Linked DNA regions of Mus musculus: region 2 is linked to region 1. The links are chromatin contacts, called in public Hi-C maps. All regions are on one chromosome and are shown on one strand. The core of a region is the stretch at or near the end of the contact, and the rest is flanking DNA. Distances in the headings are between cores, read along the strand shown.

Region 1 (6,648 bases), core at 2,135-4,634:
ATGGACATCTCTGAACAAGTACAGCTCCCTGGAGGCCGCCAGTCCTTGCCAGCCCTTTCTTCTTTCCCATTGGCCTGCCATCATTTTCTCTTCTCCAGCCCTCTCCTCTCCATCTTTACCCTCCCTCCTCCACTCCCTATCTATTCAGCATGAGAATGAAGTCAGAGACAGAAGACTCACCCTGGACTTTTTCTACCCTAAACTTTGATCTAAATAGAAGCATAGGAGGGAGATACAGCTCTGGAGCCCAACTTCAAGAACCAGAAAAAAAAATGGAAGCAGGTCGCAATGAGTCCACTGACACCTTCCTCGGGGTGAGCAGTGGTCAGAGCGCTGTACAAACACGAAGTTCTTCTTGTCAACAAGAAATACGACGCTCTGTGCCTTTACCCTGCTATCAATCACAGCAGCTCGGTGATTTCATCTCCTGATAAATAATTCCTCTGATGACATGGATGTCTTGCCTCCGGATCATAAAGTCAAGATTTAAGCATCCTGTGAAGTAGGAACACTGGGGGCTAATTAGAACCGTCTGGAACTGGTCTTTAGATCACCATCGAAGCAGCTGTGATTTAATGCCAAGTCCGAGAGGACGGACAAGCAACAGCGTTTGACTTCAGCTGACCTTCTGTGTCTCTCTCAGATCATCTGTCATCAAATGTCCACTGCACCAACTGGACTCCTGTGACATTTTATGAGTCAGAATGGCCCCAGGACTGCTTTCTGAGCTACCAAGACAGAGGAACAATGTTCCGAATCTTCCCTTGGCTTCTGTTAGCCTAGCTGCCTTGCCATGGCCTCTGTGAGTGTCCTTCCAGAACAAGATGAGGAACCCTTTCAAGATGTCTAATCTTGTCAACTTGATACACCTAGGAAGGGAAAGTCTCAACGGAGGAATAGTCTCCAATAGATTACCCTGTATACATATCTGTAGGGCTTTTTCCCAATTGCTAATTGATGCAGGAGGGCTGGACCCTCTATGGATGTGGGAGGCCTGGACTGTGTAAGAAAGGTAGCTGAACGTGACCTTGAGAAGACGCCAGTGCGCGGCATTCCTCCACAGTCTGTGCTTCAACTCCTGATTTGAATTCCTGTTCTGGCTTCCCTCGATGATCGATGGTGACCTGGAAATGTTAGCCAAACAAACCCTCTCCTCTCTAAGTGTTTTGGTCCGTGTTTATCACAGCAACAGAAGGGTGATGGGAACACCCTTCTATACTACCTGCCAGTGGCTGCTCCCCACAACACTGGTGCCCCTTGCCCACAGCTCTGTTACTGTAGGACTTACATGCCACTGTATTGGTGGATGTGGTTTTCTGCTCCATCAGCCTTTGACCCGAGGAGGGTGGAGGCCATACTTATACATTACATTCCCTACCTCCCTGCACACCGCTTACTATCTTTATGACTCTTGTTGATAACACATGTAATTTGAGGCACTATAAAATTCAACTCTGACAGACAGACCATAGCAGCTGTGACACTGCCACCCAACCCCACTGTCACAAGATAACTAGTCTATTTGATGCATAGCGTGCCAAAAATTTGCATATTAAAATATAAATTATTAATGTCAAAATGCTCCCTAAAGATTAAGTCATTGTCGGGGAGGCGGGGAGGGTATGGGGGACTTTTGGGATAGCATATGAAATGTAAATGAAGAAACTGCCTAATTAAAAAAAATAAAAATAAAAGTTCAATGATTTAAAAAAAAGATTAAATCATTGTCTACACGCTGTCTTGCAATTTGATTTTATTACTGAGCATCATAAGAGGGGTACACAGATTCTCAAGGAAGCTCATGTCTCTAGCTTGATTATTTTAATTTTTTGAGATTATAATATAGCATTTCTTCCTTCCCTTTCCTCTCTTCAAACCTTCCCATGTACCTCCTTCTGCCTGGTCTCTTTCAAAACTGTGACCTCTGTTTATTGTTATACACACACACACACACACACACACACACACACTCATACTCACACAAATATTATAAGTATACACAGTTATGTAGCCAAATTGTTAGGTGTGTGTGTGTCCTTCCGTAGGGAAGACCTTCTCGACTCTCCTCAGTTGCCTGTAGTTTTAGAGTGGAGGCCCCCAGAGCTTCCCATGTTCAACATTAGCATGTCTATCCACAGCATCTTTGTTCAGATCATGCTTAGCCAGTCATGTTGTCTACCTGGTTTTTAAGAGCCGTGCCTGAGTACTGCATTGTGAGAGAGTGCCTAGTTTGTGGACAGCTCTTCCGTGGACAGGTCTGTGGGCCACACAGGTGTTCCTTGCTCGGCAGTCTGTCACTGAGGGCTTGTGTGCACAGCTTTTTTCATAGCTTTGTGTGCCTCTGAGGAGACATTTTCAAGGATAAATTCTAGATTTGAATTGTTAGGTCCTTATAGCCCTCTTTCCTTCCTCTGCTGAACCGTGGCAGTTTCTACACCCAAGAGTCTCCCAGAAATAACTGCTGATTGCCCAAACAGGATTCTGTAAAGAGAAATGGCCCTGACAAGCCTATTCCTGGTTCCTGGTAAGGGAGCTTTTGAGGATGGGTCTCGCTGTTGAACTCAGTCCCTTTTGTAAAAACACAATACAGCAATACTTTCTTCCCACTGGGCTCAGAGGAAGGGTTACATCACATCGGTGTTTGTTCAATTTGCCAAATATTTCCTAAGCATATCCAGAATTAGAAACAATATCAGCAGTAATTTATGAGTTTTTTTATTTTTTTTAAAGTTGATAGTTCCAATGAAATAGCAGAGTCTTTTCTTAGTTTCACCTCACACTGTCTGCTGGGAAGTGCAGCTCTTTTTGGCCTGGGATTGTTGCTCTGTGCAGGTGTCCTGCTGAATACCCTGCAGCAGGGTACAGTCCAGTGCTTGGCACTGCCTGGCAGGCATGATCCCCAGGGTCCGGGGTGCATGCACACACCTCATTGCAAACCAGCATGAATTTGCGTCAAGGGTAATAGCCGTGGCTAGTGTCTTTATGAAGAGTTTGTGTGTATTGCTTTACTTCGTTCTTTTTTAAAGTCACAAACCATAGTAAAGGGAGACAAGAATCATCACTGACTGAAGATCAGAAGAAGGGCGATCCACCCAACAGCTCAGCAGATCCGCAAAAGGCAGATCTGCAACTCTCACTAGGACTGGTGAGTTGATGGCTTAAGACATTCAGACTAAAAGGCACGGCTGTGCTGAGTCACGTGAGCATCGTCCTCTTCCCTTTACCGCTGTGTAGACTCTCCTCTCCCCGGGGTCTATGTCCTCTCATTCTCCAAGTAAACAAAGAAGTTGCTGAAGAAATGAGAGGTGGCTGAGCCTGGTTCAGTGTCAGCCAGGGAGCGAAATGAAAGCTGCCGCTGACACCAGGACACGCCCATCCCAGCAGGACACGCCCATCCCAGCAGGACACACTTATCCACCAGTACGATCCTATCCCGCTAGCACATCTACTATGCACTAGGACACAGTTAATTCTCAGTTTATCTATTGCTGGCCTAATTCAGGGGTGTCAAATTATGAGACAAAGGAGAAGAGAGACTGCGAGCTGAGGCTGGACAAGAGGGAGAGAACAGTAAAGCCTAGACTTGGACGGGAAGCCGGCCCCGTCTCTCCCGCAGGCAAACAGATTTTCTCCCTAGCTTTGTATAAGGAGGGAGAATCAAGCTTCTTATACCGTCCTAAGCAAACAGGTCGGCTATAGTTGACAATTTCTGCCATGGTGTCTTGTCATTTTCCTCTATTAGAGTCACGAAGTTAGGGGTTTGTCCTCTCCGGGGAGCCCACAATGCCCTGCCCTGCCCCTCTTCCCTAAACCTATGTGTTTATGGCCCAGCCTCAACACCTCCCTGGCTAGCTCCTATTGATTTTCTTAGCAGTCTCTCTTAATATTCAATTCCATTTTTCACTGATCTTTGACATCTTTGATCTCCTTCCTCGGGGCTGGCTTCCCTGGTCTCCCGGGACTTCTGAAGCTGTAGACCATTCTCCTGCATTGGCCTTCAAGTGTACCATCCCTTCCACTCCCCAGCTTGCGATGAGCCTAGTTCCACGGCACCTGCGATGACTACCTATGGTCCGGGATTCCTGGACACTAACATCACAAGTAAACAACAGAAGGCATGAGAACAGAATTCAACACCTCGGTGGGCCTGGCACTCCCAGGAGACCTGCAAAGGAGCTGAGGTGGTAATGTTAGTTCTACCATGGATGCTTAGGGGTGGCAAAATTTTAAAACTATCTCTCATGGGGCACTCCTATGTTCTAAGGACTAGTCCCACCTGCAGCCTGTTGTTTAAAAAAAAAAAAAAAAAAAAAAACCCAAGCATTCAATTTTACCAATGAAGACTCAGAAGCTAGATGCTGGGGTGAAAGCCTGCTACCTCCGACAGGAAGAGGAAGCACCCAGCTGACCTTCCTACTCCACCGAGGGTCCCAGAAGGAAAAGGCTCCTCCTGCTTCTTAAATCCCCTTCAACTCAAAGCCCGGCCTTTCCATTTACCTATGTTCACTTCCTGTCAGCTGCTTGCTTGCCCCACCTCTTCACTTAGCGTTGAATTTATTAAGCTCTTGTATTGAAGGTGTATTCTAGGGCTGAACCACACCACTGCAAATTTTTTCCAGTGCAGATCAAATATCCTGCAACAGCAGCCTTCCTTCTTGAGGCCTCTGCTTGAATGACAATGGGGCATCTTCAACTTAGCAAGTGCACAGCCGAAGTGGCCTTTGTCCCTGTCCCCTTCGCTCCAGCTTCAGCATCTCAGGAAACAGCACGGGTGGTGCTCACAGACACGCCCATCATCATGCCTCATTCCCCTTTACTTGAGGTCATTGACACAACTCTACCTTCTCAGGGCTTCTCCCGCCCATTATTCCTCTGCACTTTCACTGCCATTGTCCCTTCAAACCACCATGACCTCAGGGCTAGTCTATTTATTCTTCTAGCCTCCCGAATGGCCTTCCTGATCCAGTTCTTACCCCCCCTCAGATCGGTTTTAACTTTTAGAGTGAGCATAGACGGACACCAGCTGCGGTGCAAACACTCCAGTGGATTCTCACTGCTCTTGAAGTTAAGTTGGCTTACAGAGGCCTGTGCAGTCCATAGTCTCCTTGCTCCCCATTCTGCTCCATCCTCTCCTTCCTCTAATTGCTCTGCCACCCTATCTTTCCCTGCCCTGGAGCCTTTGTCACTGTTGCTCATGAGCATCCCTAAAAGATGTTCTGTACCCACCCAGCTCCACCCAGAGGAGGCCTCCTCATCCTCTAATCTCAGCTCAAACACTACCTACTCAGAGGTGCTTCCTGACCCTCTGCAGTGACTTCTCATGATAGCCCACATTTCCCAGAGAGGATGAATATCAGTGGCACTTAACTTCTGTTTGCTGAATGACTACCACCCTCTGTTTCACTCCCACCTAAAACCACTAGTTGGGGAAGGGCAGAGGCTGCCAGGTATATTCCTACATCCTGAATATGAAATGTAAAAAGAAGTGCCCAAGGTAAATGTTCCGGACATAGTCCTGGATAGGCAGGTGGGGAAACGAACGGGGGAGGAAGAGAGAGGAGTGTAATCTAGGTTTATTTTGAACTTATTCCCCTTTATGCTTTGAACACAGGAAAGAATAAATTCTTTGATGACTTGAAAGGAATCTGTTGCTTTGGGGAAGAAGGGAGGGAGGGAGGGAGGGAGGGAGGGAGGGAGGGAGGGAGGGAGGGAGGGAGTGTGTGTGTGTGTGTGTGTGTGTGTGTGTGTGTAGTGTAGATTCGTTTTCTTTTTCATCCTTACTAAGGGAGAACCAGAAAAACCTAAGCTTAAACTAACAGATTAAAAACCTGGTTAAAATATAAAGACTGTGTAAGGAAAACTCTGTTAACTATGGCAAATTCACAATAGCTGGGATGACCAGGGAACTGAAGGCATTCTCTGGGGTTATTCACTGGCCACAGTGTGCGGATCTCCTTGTAACCCTTTCTTTCCTCTTTCCAGATGTTGTACATGACCCCTGAGGATATCAGAGTTGCAGATTCTTCGGGGCTATCAGTGTAGTCGACTGTAGGATCCACGTTCCTGGTGTGCCGCCACATCTGTCCAGTGAACATGGAGATAGCTGACCCAAAAATCTTTGCCACAGAGTTCTACACTGTAGGACTAGCCTGGCATTTCCTGGGCTCATGGCTCCTGCACTGCTACAACACCTGCCGTTCCTTGTGTTCTCCTGAAATATTAAGCAAAATTTTCCTAATACAGAGTTCCCACCCAAATTATTGTTGCAACCACCCCTTCTAGATCTTTGGTGGTGGAGACTTTTGCCTCTTGCAGTTCAGAGGGTAAGGTTTAGAGAAGTGTCTACAAGACATTTGGCTCAATGTGTGTGAACTGGACAAATAAGCTGAGAAATAACATTATTTGTTTGGTTTTCAAAATCCCCACTTACCTAGGAAAGTAACTTACTGATAGAGCGTTTGTCTAGCATGCATGAAACCCTGGATTCGGTTCCCAGCACCACGTCAGACTTGGTATAATGATACAAGCCTTGTCATCCAAGAACGTGGGTAGCAAGTTCAAGGCCAACCTGGCCTATGTGAGGACCTGATCCAATATTCCCACTACATGTGATCATGACATTAGAAGTGTGGCTTCTTACTTTACTTT
Region 2 (6,648 bases), core at 2,820-5,319, 140 kb before region 1:
AAAAAATCAAACTAATAAACAAGAAATTTTGCAGAGTGCCAGATCCAATACCACAATAAGCTAAGATAGGTGTGGTGTTCCCTCTCATACATTTGGTAAATGCATATGATTGAGACCTTTATTTAACACAAATTGCTAGGAGATTTTCTTATCATCTTCCGCCTACTCTGCTCCACATTTTTGAGCCAGTCATCAATTCGTTGTTCAGATTTTTTGAGGTTTCTACTCTTACCACAAAAGGAGAAAATGTAAGATGCTTGAAGTTAGTTGTTCCAAGCCTGGCAAAAAGCCTAAATTGGATGAAGAATAATAAGACCTTTGAGAGAATTGGAGTAGAGGAGACCTGCAAAGAGAATCTATGTTTCACCAGACCAGGACATGGGTAAAGGACACAATGTCAAGGGCATCAGGTCCCCTCACATAGCTCTCCCACAAAGCTGACAAGACATCTGTAGCTTGAGTGGCCTTGACATAACTCCAGGGATCTTTGCACTTGTCCTGGACTGGAAGTGAAAAGTTATGGGGACTCTAGGGACCAAAAGAGTTGAAATATAAAGGATGTCAACAAAGGAACCAACAGAGGGCTTTCCCCTTCCCTTAGAAGTACCACTCAGTATCCTAGGCTCCTCAGCATCCTCGGGAAGGGGCAGGAATGAGGCAAATGGTTAAGGTTCTACTGTGGCAGCATGAGTGAAAGGGAAATTATATGGAAACATTATATTAAGGTGACATAGGGAAAGAAGGAAGGAAGGAAGGAAGGAAGGAAGGAAGGAAGGAAGGAAGGAAGGAAGGAAGTCCACAACACACAATTTTCAGACTGCTCTTCCTGTGCCTTGTGATGTTTACTGGCTACATTAGTGATGAAGATCTAGAAAAGAGAAAATTGGGTACAGACGCTGAACCCAAAATCTATCTTTATCTGCTACAATGATAAGATGTAGTGCTTTTTAAACATTCACTAGACTTGTTCAGGAACAATATCTAGAGATGATTGTATGCTGTGTGGTCAACCTCATACTGAATCCAAGGTATGGCCTGTCCATCACTGACACTTTTCTTGTACAAGTTTCCCTTGGAACTTTGTAGGGAGAAACAAGGATTTGAGGTGAATCACTGCAATCCAAAGACAACGTGGAGAAAGCTTCACCTGCCCTTTGTCCACTTGACAAAATGCATTAGTGTTCTTTTGGTCCCTGTGACATTAACCCAATTATGAAGAGGATTAATTGGTTCAAGGGAATCCAAGGAGAGGGGGATGAAAGATCAGGAATTCACCAGGACCTGAAAAAGTCCCAAGTGGACCCCAAGCCTTATTCCTCTCTGCTACTTCAAAGTATCCCAGCTTTTCTCTTTGCCTCAGACAAACTTTCTGCATACGAGCGCATAGGTGAGCCTTCAACATTCAAATTTTATCAGTTTACCACCAAAGATGCTTTGTTAGTCTTTATTGACTCAGCAACAGAAATCCTGAGGAGGAAAATTAGTAGCCTGATTTGGGTCATAAATCTACCAGTGGGTCAACAAACTGCCCAGAGGAAGGATGACGATGCTAAGACGATGCCATGTGTTGATAGGCGACCATGAGTGAACTGCTCTAGTGGCCACTGGATGCAGATGAGAGATGCAGGTGTCAGGAGTGAGGGTCAGGAATGCTGGATAGAGAAAACCATAGCAGTCCCTAGCTATAGCATCTGCTGATCACACGTCAGATGCATGCTGTTGTGCTGTGCATGGGAACTCTCTCTCTTAGGCTCATGTTCAAATACTTGCTCCCCATCTGGGTCACTTTTTGGAAAAGCTGTGAAACCATTTGGGTGTAGAGCCTCACAGACTGATATAGAGTAGGTCTTAACAGTTATAAGCCAGCCCACCTCCTGGAACCCAGGACCCTATTCCTGAACGTGTGAGCACCAATTCTACCTCAGTCTCCCTAGTTGTTAGGATTGCTGGCATGCACCGCCACATCTGGCCTCAGACCCACTTCCTATCTGAGCTCACTAAGTCACGGTTGACCATCATAATATAGCTGGTCATGTCACACCCCTGCTACTATGACCATAAGCCAATCCCAAATACTGTGCTTGCTCCACTATATACCCTGAGTCACTGCCAATAAGAAACTCAGGCTTTAACTCACAGTGGGTAAAATGTTTACCTTGTAAATATAAGGATCTGAGTTTGGATCCCCAGCACCCACAGAAAAATACAGCCATACCTCTGGGATGGGAGGAGACAGAAGCAGGAGAATCCTTGGAACTCACTGGCCACCCAGTGTAGCCAAATTTGCAAGTTTCAGATTCATTGAGAGACCCTGCCCCTCCCTCCAAAAGTGGGGATTAATAGAGGAAGCAGACTCCTGATGCCAACATCTGACCTCAGCACAGGTGCACTCATGGACATACCTCAGACAGAGAAAGAACGCACATAGCATGTAAATAATGAATTCATCTGGTATCTATAGCCCGAAATACCTCCTAACACATGCCTACACACCCAGAAGTGAAGACAGCCAACCGCAGCACTGCAACCAACCCTCCGTTCACATCCTGAAGATTCATCAGGCCAGAGATGAGGAGGATCAGTCAGGAATCTTCTTGGAAGAAACTGGGCTTCCTTCTCTGTCAAGTTAAGGAAGTGGCAGGCTGTTTTCAGAGGTCCCAGCAACTCTGGTGCTCCATTTCTTCAGAAAGTCCCTGTGAGGAATTAGGCCAGACCCATCCCAGTAACACATTTCCTTCTAAAGCAAGCATACTTCCAAACTCAATATCTGGCGTCTTCAAGGGGAGTAGAATATTTTTTAGGGCTTCCTCTATCAAGAGAATCACCTAATGGTGGGATTAGAAACATCTTCTAATTAAACAGCTCTCAAGCAAATTCATTTGCATATTATTTGACTTGCTTAATAAGAATGGATTAAATTACCTCTCTTATGGGGCTGTGGCAAATCTTTTTAATCAGAGCACCAGAGGACATTCTAAGTGCTCTGGCCACATAAGGTGGGGGCCAAACATGACCCAGACACAGTTAGAAAAAGAGGTGAATGTGAGCTCAAAGACTGGGGAAATAAGCTTAGAGATAATTGCATAATAATCTCTCTATTCTCATTCACGCCAGTCACCTTGACAGGGGGATTACATGGATTAAGTCTGGGTTTGTTCCAGAATTCATTTTCAAAATTATAGAAATCACTGTGGTGAGCAAAGCCATTTAACCTGAACCACGAGTTTAGACGTGGTAACTGACAATCATGTAGTTGTTTGGAGAGTCTAGCCGAACCTCAGTGAACATTTAACGAGCTCGTACCGTGCTGTGTGCTTTCTGGAGCTGATCTCCGTCACCCTCATCGCAATCCAGCACAGACACCTTCTCTAGTCGCTACAGTAACATCAGACCAGTGTGGCTCAGCAGTCTGAACTCCAGAGCCAGGATCCTGCTTCTTCAGATTTCCAATTCCGTCACACTGGGGAAGCTAGTTAGCATCTTTATCCCTTGTTTTCTTGTTTGGGAAATGTGAGTGGACATAATTCTATGTCCTCAAGAATCAGTGAAAGAATTAAGTTACAGATCATGAAACCAAAGTGTCTGATACAGAACACACTTCCCTGTAAACAGGAAACGTTGTTATTATTAGTATTCCCACATCTGTATCTAGCCCACAAATGGCTGAGGAATGGGTCCAAGATCCACCAGCTAGCAAAAAGAACAAACCAACCTCTTGTCATGTGTACAGAAAAAGCTAGTGCCCCACAGCCAAGCTGGTGCTACGGATGCTGTACTGCAGACCACCAAGTGCAGACACGGAAACACATTTGCTTCCGTCAGTGATCTTGTTCTCTGGGTGCATGCCATTATCCCTTGCTAATGAGCATCCTGACTGGGGATGCTCCTTAAGGAGCCTGGGATTGATGCCCCAAGTTGCAGTTGTCAGGACCCATTTCTCTAAGAAGCCAGCTGTGGTCAGAGATAACCACGCCTGCCAAAGAGAAACTCCCCCAGCATCGTGCTCCTGTCTGCGTGAATGAATTCCAAAGGGCTTTGTGCTGCCACAGAAAGAGAAGGAAGAGGTCAGCTCAGGGGGAAATGGGGTCTGATGGATCACCTGCTCAGCGTGTGGTTGATGTCAGTGTGCCGTGAAAGACAGCGGGCAAGGCAGGACTATTTTCTCTGCCTTGGCTGGAAAATACCGGGGTCTGGTGTGGCCAGGGAAGGGAAGTAAATTCCTGCAGGATGGGAAGGAACAGGGCCCCCCCTGGTTTTTCTGGGTTGGAAATTGAGTAAATTAACAATCATCATCTCAAATGATCGTTCCTTCGGGGGCTTCTGTGTCTCTGTTTTCTGATCAGAAGAACAAGAACAGATTCTGAACTGCCCTCTAGGAGACCTGTTGGTGTCCCTTAAAAATACGTGATAATAGAGCCCAGCTATTTTTCCTGGCCCTACTTGAGCCAGGGGTGGAGGAGGAACGCAGGATTGGAAAACCTCTGACTTTATCACGGAAGGGTGGCAGCATCTCTGTGTACTTGGCTCCTGTAGAAAGTTGTCCAGAGAATTCCCAGCTCTAGCCTAGAGTCAGGAGATGGCAAGAGTAGGGGCTGAGGGCGTGGAGCCCAGAGTCACAGTGTGGATGACTTTGGACCCTGGCCCTGACCTGCTTTCCCAACAGCTTTGGCCTCCCCACTCCCTGGGCACTCCACTGTTGTCACTGCAGACACTCCACTCTCCACCTTGTATTCTGCAGTCTCCAGGCCTGTTGCTATAGTGCCCACCTGAATGTCAATAAACAGCGGCCGAAGCACCTGAAAAAAAAAATACATGATAAATAAATAACACCAGGAAGAGGGTCTGAAAGAATGGCTCGGTTGGTAAAATGTTTGCAGCACAAAAATGTAGACCTTAGGTCAGTCCCCAGAAGTCATATTTAAAAATCAGGGCATCGTGCATCACCCCTTTCCCAGATACCTCCTAACTAACTCCAGCTAGTATCCAGACCACTATCACAAAGAGCCCCACTTCTCTCCCTAAGATTCTCTGCCTCCACAATCCTTAAGACTGGCAGTGATATGGGGTGCACACCCCAAGTTAGCAGGTATCACAGGTTTCTCATTTATAGTTATACTCTGATCCCTTATCTTACTTCTAACAGTAAACTGAGTGTGGGTGTCTTTCTCTGGCAAAGTGCCCCCTAGGAGTCCCCACAGTCCACAGATGGTTTTCCCACGGCTGCTGATCTAGATAGAAACCATGCAAGTCTACTTGATCCACCATGATCATGGCCTCTTGTAGCCACAGAGTGGCACTGTTGGAAGCAGACCCCATGCAGTCCTGTGCTTGGCCACTGTGCTCCTGACATTGCCAGAGAGCCTGCCTCTGTGGTTCTAGGAGAGAGGATCAATTTCTCCCTTGCTGCTGAGTGTGGAGAATAGCGTCAATGCTACAGGTCCTACAGTTCAGTTCTGTGGTTACTCACACAGGATGACGCAGGCCAGGAATGGAGCCAGAGGTAAGCCAAGACAATCCACTAGTGTAGTGGTGACACTGTGAAGCTACTGGACAACGGTTGTGAAACTAAGGGGGAGAAAGCATGGTGGCCATGCTCTGGCACTGAGCACAGCACTGGAGTAGACCACCACAGCAGGAGCATGTGACATAACTAGCAGACTGACTCAGCCTTGCATCTAAACACACAGCGACCAGAGACTGTAAGCCCTGAGAGCAAAGTATTGATAGACTGTTCCCCTCCTACCTCAGCTTATTTGGAAATAATTATCTGAAACCGCTCATAGCTAGACAACCTCAAACACCACAAAAGCAGAAACGGGGACCCAGTGACAGAAGCAGACGAGGGAAGAATTGCTTTAAAAATCTAAGGTCATAGAAGGTTCCGAATTAGTCCTCGGCTTCCTGGAAAGCATGCGGATGGACTGTCCCCCATGTCCACCACACAGCACAGCATCAGAATGGCTGTCATCAGCCTCTCAGGACTGAAAAAGTCACTTCTGAAAGCCGCATTGCCATCGACCTAGAAACGCAGAGAATGACTTAAGACTTGTGGGTTGCATTGACAATCTCAAGAAATGTTCCTGCCCCGTGACAGCTGTGATGAAGTGAATTCTCATCTCCACTACACATGCAGGTGTTGACGACTAAGACAAAGGTAAGATGGGGCCTGAGGGACGCAGTTAGATCTTGAGCCATGGGTGTTCTATGGCAGGGTGCTGCCTCTCTCCCCAATCATGTGAGGATCTGATTAAGTTTTCATTCTTCATCCTGGAAGAGGCTCTTTCCCAGCCAGATCCCAGCCATGCTTGATGTTCTTTCTAGCCTCTGGACCTCTGAGACAGGAGCCCCTACTGTGTGCCAGCCACCCAGCCTGAGATCCTTCTCAAAGAAGCCCCAACTAAGACTCAGATCAATTAGACTTTGCTTAATTAAATACGTGTGAATATATATAATCATACATGGAGTATTTAGCATCCTGTTGTTTCCTCAATTAATTCACTTTTATCCTAGAATGTCTCACTGTACCCACTTTACAGATGAGCAAACCAGGGATCCTAGGAGATAAGCAACTTGCTCATGTTGTGGAGACTGGCAGTGGTCAGGGGTGGGTTCAAACCAGTCTGATTGACTCCAGAGTATAAAGCCTTA

What was found. A called contact is a pair of places that touch in the nucleus more often than the background predicts.
Region 2: a contact with region 1 is called in a Hi-C map of the N1E-115 cell line, with 2.5 times the contacts expected there. The contact joins two enhancer-like sites. A contact is called at or near these places in 4 of 484 Hi-C or Micro-C datasets (ECoMG myeloid progenitors, the G1E-ER4 cell line, the N1E-115 cell line and 1 more).

What each region holds. Positions count from the first base shown.
Region 1 is chr19:54,111,752-54,118,399 of GRCm38.p6, reverse strand. No RefSeq gene overlaps it. Among named protein-coding and RNA genes, the nearest start is that of Gm41865, 40 kb to the left of the region's middle. Within about 2 kb of position 3,384, at least 116 of the 459 cell types and tissues checked have an H3K27ac peak or open chromatin away from gene starts, as enhancers often do. A contact at or near this core is called in the N1E-115 cell line, where this site is marked.
Region 2 is chr19:54,256,757-54,263,404 of GRCm38.p6, reverse strand. No RefSeq gene overlaps it. Among named protein-coding and RNA genes, the nearest start is that of Gm41866, 59 kb to the right of the region's middle. Within about 2 kb of position 4,069, at least 7 of the 459 cell types and tissues checked have an H3K27ac peak or open chromatin away from gene starts, as enhancers often do. A contact at or near this core is called in the N1E-115 cell line, where this site is marked.